2 separate regions of the Mus musculus genome follow, and region 1 is linked to region 2. The links are chromatin contacts, called in public HiChIP or PLAC-seq maps. All regions are on one chromosome and are shown on one strand. Each heading gives the region's core, a stretch centred on a gene start, on an enhancer-like site or on the middle of the called end of the contact. The rest is flanking DNA. Distances are from core to core; before and after follow the strand shown.

Region 1 (4,682 bases), core at 2,078-4,577, 51 kb after region 2:
CCAAAAATTAAAGTTTGTTTTTCTCTCTTTAAATACAAACATGAGCATGTACACACACATTGTCTAGATATCTGTAGGCAAGCATGTAGAAGTACAGTCTACTGCTATACATTGTTAAGTTTAAATCTTAAAAAATTCTTTAGAAAGCAGTGGATATAAGTGGAGTGTGTGTGTGGTTGTGTGTATTGCTAAAATTGATGACCTAATAGATAACTTCTCTAAGAGATGTCCTTTGTGTCCTTGCTTGCTCTCCTTAGGCTAATTCAGTTTTCTACTACATTGATAGAGGTCAGTGTCTTTAGAATCGTTCTAGAAACTGGTGTTATATACAAAGAAGGTGATATTAGTAGTAAAATAGCTTTAAAAATCAAAAAAGCCGGTGTTTCGGTTCAGAGAAAAGTCTCCCATGGCAGTGTCCTCCTTTGCACTAGGTCAGGGTTGACAGTTGACAGTACCCAGGAGAAGATATCTCTGTTTATAGATTGGAAAGAGAGAACAAATTCTTTACAGGGCTTTCTTTACAGAACAATTTCTTTACGTGACGCTTTACAGGGCTTCTCTAAGTAGAAGCCATACATGGTTTTGTTTAGTTTATGTTTAAAATTATACATGAATTGTTATGATTTTAAGGTGTTTGTTATTATTGCATGTGTTGTTGTGTGTAGGCACTGGGTTGTTGTAGAGCACATGTGGAGTCCTTTGAAGTTCTTCCTTCCATCTTTATGTGGGATTGAGTGCAGGTAATCAGCTTTGAGTGGCAAGCACTTTGCCCAATGAGCCATCTCCCCTGCTCATAAATTAGTTGTAAAATGTTTAAGAGGATTTAGGCTTGTGAGAGTTCAGATAATTAACCTGACATTTTAAGTCATGTTTATTTTTCTGATTTTCCTCTTTAAAAAATTTTCCTCCATTGGAAATTGATAAGACTTAGCAAATAAAGAAAAGTGTCTGTAATTTTCCTTTGGTGCTAGCTGTAGCTTATCAGTTAATAGAAATACTGGTGGCTGAGCGATGGTGGCATACGCCTTTAGTCACAGCGTTAGGGAAGCAGAGGCAGGTGGATCTCTGTGAGTTCAAGGCCTTCCTAGTCTGCAGAGCAAGTTCCGGAACAGCCAGGACTACACAGAGGAACCTTGTCTCCAAAGACCAAACCAACAATTCATGTTGTAGAAAAAGTTGTAGGTTTGTTTTTCCTTTTTTCTTTAAAAATGTCTTTTGACTCAGGAAGCATCATCTTTTGCTTAAGAAACTTTCTTGAGATCATGAGAAAATATCAAGTCTGGATTGTGTATACTGTTTCCATTTTCATATTTATCTTAGTCATGAGTTTGGTAGTTTTCTTTTTAATGTGAGTACTGTGTAAGTTTCCTGAAAGGTCACCAAGTGTATTGTGACATCACAATTATTTTGTGACAACTAGATGTGGTGTGCTGTTTACATGAGCTTGGAGCCTCAGCCTTGTGAGCATGGGGTTAATGTAATACTGTCCATTAGAACTTTAGACACGACTCTCAGAAATTGCTTTTTGTAATATGTCCAAGCAAACAGGATTAACTAGTAGTAACTGGAATGTATCAAAGTTGTTGCTACTTAAGACTCCTTTTGACTTGGCAAATACTATTTGTCACATTTGCTTGATAACTGTACTTAGTCCTCCCTATTCTGTTAGAATAGAAATAGCGACTTCACGGAGCTACAGTGCTCATCTTCCCTTTTCTGGGTTTCTTTTCTTCTGTGTGTCTTTAGATTCCTAAACAGGAGTTTCTTTCCCTTAAGTTCTACGTATGCTATCCATGCATATTCCTATGGCATATTTCCAGTGTAAGGTCTTTTAAGTCAGTATTGTAGTTGATTTGTCCATACTTGTCTATGTGCATCAATTTGCTCTTAAAATGCTATAGATTTTTATGTTCATCCGTCAGTTAATCCCTTCACTGCCCTACTGAGTTACCCCGTTTCTTGTTTAGTTCCCAGTGCATATGTAGAGGATTTCTGTGTAAGTATTTCTATAACTGTTGTATGGAATATGCCTCAGAGGTTACTCAGTACTGCTAACTCACCTTCCTAAATTGCTTGTGTAAGTCTGCACTTGCGTCCAGGCACACATAGTGATTCATACATTACCATAGTTTACTTTGATCATAGTCTGCCAACAATTGATAAGTTTTGCTGTGTTCATGATCTTTGCGCTATTTGAAGTATTTTTAACATGATATGTACCCATCATATCATTTGGATATAATACTTTCAGGTTACATGGAATATGAACATATTTTTATCACCTCTTATTACTGTTATATATTATCTCAAACTTTCAGAGTAGTCATGTATATCTGTTTTAATGGTTTTTCTTTTTTGGCTTGTCAAAGAAAATCTTTGTCTTTTGTTCATATTCAAGTATTATAAAACAATCTAAACTTATTATTGTCTACATTATATATGTGCATGCAGTTTGGCCATATTTGTATCAGTATGAGGTAATGTCTTTTTTTTTAATGCAATACATGGAATTAAAATTTAGAAAGTTTCAAAATCCTTATTTCCTTTTAAATATCTACCTGTATCATAAAGATTTTGGTGGTAGAAATATGAACTCTTTTCAACATTAGAGCATTGGCAATGCTAAGTTGTATCTGGACAGTGAGATGTAAGGTGAGGTGACATTATGTTAGGGGCAGTTCTACTCCTACAGGACTAGGGGCAGCGGGTCTGCTCCTACATGACTAGTCTGTCTTCCTTCCTTCCTTCCTTCCTTCCTTCCTTCCTTCCTTCCTTCCTTCCTTCCTCCCTCCCTCCCTCCCTCCCTCCCTCCCTCCCTCCCTCCCTCCCTCTCTCTCTCTCTCTCTCTCTCTCTCTCTTATTTTGAAACAGTTGTGATTTTAAGCCATATGAATGTTCCTGTTGTAGTCTAGTAGGAAAGTTGCATTTAAAACAGTTCATAGATTCCACAGAACTGATTTACAAAGTCTGCTTCTGTGGATTCAGTGCTCCTGAACTTTAAACTTGGAAGATCTTTATTTTCCTTTCTTTTTGTAACATAACAGACACGTCTTTGTGGCATCCATATTAGAAATGGGTGATTTTCCTTATGGTCCCCGTCTTCCTGCTGAGTTGATAATGTTTTGATGTATTTTTCTTTTGCTCTGATGAGAGGTCTGCTGCTGCTGCTCTGACATGCTCATTTGGATGACTAATTATAACGTGCACAGTGTCAGGCCGAAGATGGCAGGGTTTTGTGCGGCATGACAAGCCTCGTACCAGTGCAGGTGTCTCACAGCATGAGCAGCAGCAGCCAGTGTACTCTGGCGCAGAGGAGACATTTCCTGTGGTAAGAAATCGGCAGCAAGGGCAAGGCGGCTGCGTGTGCTGCAGTGGTGTGTGCCAGAGAGACACAAAAGTGCTTCTCAGAGCCGGTGGCTGGGCCTACCCACATGCATGTCTTCCGTACTCAGTAAATCCTGCGTGTAGATTTTAGGATACAGTGTGAGCCCTCCTGCTCATATCACACACGCAGACCATACATGTCGATCTTGTCAGCTGATAGATTGACATGGGCTAATGTCAGACATTTAGACAAAAGGACTTGTTTTTTTTTTTTTTTGCCCAGGTCACAGACTGTTTTCTACCTGAGACTGTGTCATGAACTACAGGTTTCAGGGAGTAGCCTTGCCAGAGGCAGTTAGAATATTTAGATTTGATCAGATTTGAGAAGCAGTGTCTTATATATTTCCTACCATGGGGAACTCTGATCCTCCTGGGACAGTGCCATGGGTGAAGAAGAGCGAGACTCGTGATACAGCCTCTGTCTGACAGGCGATCTTTGATGACTGAAGAGTGTAATTAAAGAGTCCTATTGCCTAGCAGGGAATGAGATCTTTCCTCAAAGCTGCAGACCCACAGTTGGGCATGCCCACTTCATTTTACACTTCACCATGGTTTTTTTGTTTGTTTGTTTTATTTTTTATTTTCCTTTTTAAATTTTAAAAAATTTATTATTTATTTATTTATTTTGAGGCAGGTCACACTGTATAACTCATGCTGTCATGGAATTCAGTTCTGAAACATAAAGCCTCTGTTTCCTGAATATGGTTTGTCAGTCAGTGGCGAGCTGCTATACTTGGCCCTTAAATTGTATAGTCTTATATAGGACTCTTGCCTGCTTACTACCTCAGTTCACACATGCTCAAATTTTCCCTCTTCACCAATGTTCAGGAAAATAGACTTTGTTAAGAATCACAACTTCCAGGGCCGGAGAGATGGCTCAGTGGTTAAGAGCACTGACTACTCTTCAGGAGGTCCTGAGTTCAGTTTCCAGCAACCACATGATAGATCACAACCATCTGTAATGGAATTAGATATCCTCATCTGGTGTGTCTGAAGACAGTGACAGTATACTTATACATAAAATAAATTAAAAATTTATTTATTTATTTATTTATTTATTTATTATTTAAAACAATAATAAAATCTTTTAAAAAAAGAAGGAAAGAAAGAAAGGAAACCCAACTTCCTTGAGTTTCACAGAGCTCCGCTCTGTTCTGAGAAACCACCTGTGGTCAAGGCCATTAGGCTTCATTTATTATCCCTTTGTGGATTTGATCAGAAAACTCACAAAACTACATTTTCCTTTACTCGTAAATTAGTAAATTATATATACTTTTGCTTTTGTGGAAGTATTATTT
Region 2 (4,435 bases), core at 1,105-3,604:
TTGATGACCTTTATTGAGCTCCCTGAGAGAAGAAATTTCAATGGTGAAGAATTACTTTTGTGAATGTAAGAAAGAATCATCTGTAAGCTGGAGCTTACAGGTCTCCTAATATCCTGTTTAAGTTCAATGTCTCTTAGGTATATTCACTATAAAAATAATCACTTATGTTGACGAGCACTCAAGTGTCCCATTATTCCATGGTAAGGAGACAGATGCTAAGTCAATGTACATTGTGCTAAAAATAAATAAAACTATAGCACATCTCTTGAGAGAATATAAAGAAAACTTTGATGTTCCCAGTACACAGCAAAACAAACAAACAAACAAACAAACAAACAAACAAACAAACCAAACACAAGACTCTATCTAACCCAAAGAACAGTAGCTGCTAGATCAAGTACCACAGTAGCATCTTTTTTTCAATAAGTTAAACAGTAAAAAAGCCTTTAAAACGTTGTACAAGTTTCCCATGGGTAAAGTTGTTTTCTTTTGCATTTCATTTCTATTTAGCATGAGCTGAGAAAAAAATTCTATTTCAGACACTTTAGGAGGACATGAGGAATTAATGCTGGGTTAAAATGATACATGATGAAAATCCAGAAAAATAAAAGAGTACATAAATTTTCAGACAAATTAACAAAAGCATAAAATTTGTTTAGTACAATTTCTATGGCATATAAAACTAACAAACTGAGATTCAATGCAACATAGAAACCTTTTTTTTTTTTTTTTTTTTTTTTTAATAAGACAGTATGACTATACTAAGGAGGTATGATCTAATAGTTACAAACTGGGGCAATTTTAGCAATTCATATGTAGCTTCTTTTCCCTGTCCTTGCCTCTTCAGAGTCAGGGAGAGTTGTTTATTCCAGGCATAAAGAAGGCAATCTGAAGTGAGTATTTCAGGAGCTGCTGTGGGGGGCCAGAGGTGATTGGATTGATCTAGGTTTTGTTGTTTATTCAAATGCCAAGGTTGTATGCCCCGAATCCCTCAGTGGTAAACTTTTGTTTCCTTAATTGTATGGTAAAAAAAAGTGTCCTAGCTCACTTACCAATCCCTTTGCTTGAAAACCCACCAATCCCTGAGATAGCCTAAAACTCAAACTTGGAGTCCCACCAATCCCCACCCTGAAAAACTCCCAAAGAATCCCTGTGTAAAGCCTGTTTCTAGCTTAGTTCTTTGCTGCTTTTTCCCCAAGCAGATGCAGCCATCCTCCTGTATTTTTTCTAATAATCTTCTTGTGTGAGGTCTGTTGTATTGTGGGATTGTGTAATATTCTTTGGCTCCAGACTGCCAGGATACCTTTCTCCTCAGAGTTGCAACACTTGCATTGGGGAAACCTTTCTCCTCAGAGCTGTAACACTTGTATAAAGTTGTGTACCTTTTTTTTTTTTTTTTTTTTTTAGTGCTGACAACACTGCAATCTGAGTCACATTTTGAGAAAGTCTTATCATACTGGTTCTCCAAAAACACTTAAATTGTGATTCATAACAGTAGCAAAATTACGGTTACAAAGAAGCAACAACATAATTTTATGGTTGGGGGGGGTCACTAAGAAGGTTGCGAACCACAGTCTTAGTGTAACAAGTACAACATTCTTGTGTTCTTCAAGCATTCAGAATATTGTGACAAATTCTGCCAATCTATTAATCTTTTAAAATCCAATCTTCAATGAGGGCAATAAGAATAGGAAGAATATCTTATTCATCTTTGCACAATCTTACTTACTAACATATTACAGTGATCTTAAAAATAGTAGAATCAAAAGTGACTTATTCTAATGCCAAATTATCATATGGTAACTATTAACAAGTTTCTTACACAATCAACACCCCCTCCCCCCACGTTTTCTTAAATCTATATTTAGAAATGAGTGAATGAGTAACCATTTCTAAGTTACCAGAATGTATAGGAAATTTTGTCAGTCTACCACCTCAAGAATAAATTGAATCTCTCACAATTTCTATGGGCTTCCTTTAAATATATCTAATTAAAAACAGTACAACACTGAATCAGCATACAATATACATGATGTATTGAATGTACAATTTATTTACATATGCATTTGGTTGAAGGGTATACTGGGAGTATACAGGAGATCTAGTCCAGAGCAAACGCAAGAACAGGAGAGGTGATGGGGCAGGTTCAGGGTAAAAACAGTATGCTATGGGCACACTGTAAATGCCCTGTCAAAGTAGGAAAGTCAGCTTTGGAGTTGCATCAGTCTTCAATGAAATCAACAAGAGGATTTTGCTAGTTTTATTTTTTGACAGTCAAGGTCAGAATAATCCTGAACCGTCAGGCCTGTGGACTTGTGAGTGATCTTCCTTTCTCCTGCTTTCTCCTGCTACTAAGCAGACCAGTTGGCCCAGTTCATTGTCCAGGTCAGGGCAGCGTACCCACCAGTTAGTTTTTCCCGCCGAAGCGGGTTTCCGCCCCGTCCCTTTGCAGACTGCGCATGTGCGGCGGCCATTCCTGTGCGCCATGGACGAAGCAGAAGCAAGCCTGTTGCGCCATTTCCCGCTGCTACTTCCTCAGAACCGGGAGAAAACTGTGTATGAGGGATTCATTTCGGCTCAGGTACCCTGAGGGGTCGTTCTGTCGCGCGAGAGCCTGTCACTCGTGGCAAAGCCTGACCGCGGCGTCTCCGGCTGCCTGGCTGGGAGAGTGTAGCAGAGCCTGGAGAAGTAGCGCCGATACTCTGCGCATGCGCGGTCGCTAGGTGGCGACGCCGCGCGACACAGGGTGGGCGGGGCGGCTCGCCGGTGCCTGGCTGGTGGTGGAAGAGGGAGGTGCAGTTCTGTAGGTCTTAACCAGAGTTCATCACGGCGGTGTGTTACTACACTTACGATTTTGATTTATAGAGCACTCAGGGTCCACTATTAAGCCGAACCTACACAAACAGAAAAATCCAAACCCCATTATTTTATAGTTGAAATCAGATCCTGGGAAATCTAGAGAGACTACCTTGACTATGATGGTGTCAGTTACCTCTGAAACTCTTACTGTTTAGAAAATCTCACCCCAGCGGGCCCCCCCCCCCCCCCCCCCATGGTACAACAAATTACCTTAATTTAAGATTTTGACTATGGACTTTTCCTCTGAATATTAAACTCAGCTACGTGTAACTTGCCCTTTAATGACAGGAGTCATTAATTTCCACGTGTGTTGAAGCAACAACCTCTAGAATGCTGAGCAGATACCAGATTTTCTAAATAGTAACACTTGTCCCTAAACATTCCTGGGAGTTAAGAAAATTCTCTGTGATAAATATACACACAGGAAGCATGGACTTCCTTAGGGATTTTCAAACCATGTGAACCTTTAAAGAATGGCTAAAATTTATTATAGATGGAAATGAGTTAGCCACCTTTTGCTTAACTGTTGAAATATCCAGTTAAAATGTTTTTCACATTTACAGAAACATTCAGAAACGTGAGAGAGAGAGAGAGAGAGAGAGAGAGAGAGAGAGAGAGAGAGAATGAATTTGTGCGCATGCATGTGCACATCTGTTCTGGGAATTGAACCTGCAGCCATTCACATGCCAGGCAAGTGTTGCACAGGACAGGCAGAAACAAGTGTTTCACATCACTTGTCTGTATCTCCAATAGCACTTTAGAAAACAATTATAGCCATAAGATTAGACCGGAAATACGTTAGCCTTCGATGTAGGTAATTTCTAATTTTTTATTCCTTAAGCATGCCTTTGAGTCTTAAGCACTGTCTAAAAGCTATCCAGCACAACTGATTTTATCCTGAGTGTGATTGTGGTTGGTCCTGTGCACACACTTACCTTACCCTTTGAGATTAAATCATAGATACGTTTCTTGCTGTTTTATCTCTAAATAATTTAGCACTCATTTCATAAAACAAGGGTCCACTCAAACCTAACCTCAGTACAGTTACTACAACTGCTATGCGGTGTAAAATTTCATGGAGTATTTAATTATCTTATCTCTTCTTTTGGAGCAGTTCTTAGTCTGTGTTTTTATTAACTTGAATTTTATTTTTAAGAGTTAAGCTTATTAGGTTTGATATTTTCTCACCATTGAATTCTGGGAATGTGTTTGGGCAGGGGCATCCCAGAAACTGTCCTGTGTTCCCTTCAAGGCACATGAAGTCAACTACTCCCAGTGTTGATATTAATAATGCCAGTTACTAGGTTAGTGTGGCTTCTGCCAGATCTTCTTTTGAAATTAACGAGTACTTTTCGGTGAGGTTCTTTGGGCCATTACACATTCACTTATATACTGCATATTCATTCATTCATTCATTCATTCATTCATTTTAGTTCCATTTTTCCCATTTATTTATTTATTTATTTATTTCTTCACTTACTTTACATCCTGATTACTCTCCCCATCCCCCCCATAGCCCCCCCCCCTCCTCTTCTCCTCTGAGGAGGGGAGCTGCTCCCTTCTGCCCAGGAACCAG

Evidence for each region. HiChIP or PLAC-seq counts read pairs in DNA pulled down with a chosen protein or histone mark.
Region 1: an H3K4me3 HiChIP or PLAC-seq map of the SCID.adh cell line shows a contact between it and region 2, with 9 read pairs. The contact joins the enhancer-like site here to the promoter of Fancl in region 2. A contact is called at or near these places in 1 of 39 promoter capture datasets (macrophages), 1 of 15 datasets of contacts at CTCF or cohesin (CD8 T cells), 2 of 115 datasets of contacts at active chromatin or transcription factors (the SCID.adh cell line and embryonic stem cells) and 2 of 9 other capture datasets (adipose tissue and liver).

What each region holds. Positions count from the first base shown.
Region 1 is chr11:26,434,669-26,439,350 of GRCm38.p6, forward strand. The region is part of intron 7 of Fancl (Fanconi anemia, complementation group L); the gene reads left to right. Among named protein-coding and RNA genes, the nearest start is that of Fancl, 50 kb to the left of the region's middle. Within about 2 kb of position 3,328, at least 65 of the 459 cell types and tissues checked have an H3K27ac peak or open chromatin away from gene starts, as enhancers often do. A contact at or near this core is called in CD8 T cells and the SCID.adh cell line, where this site is marked.
Region 2 is chr11:26,384,730-26,389,164 of GRCm38.p6, forward strand. It overlaps Fancl (Fanconi anemia, complementation group L), which reads left to right and starts at 2,355. Exons shown (of 14, transcript NM_025923.3): 1 at 2,355-2,581. The coding sequence starts at 2,486. It also overlaps the pseudogene Gm18324.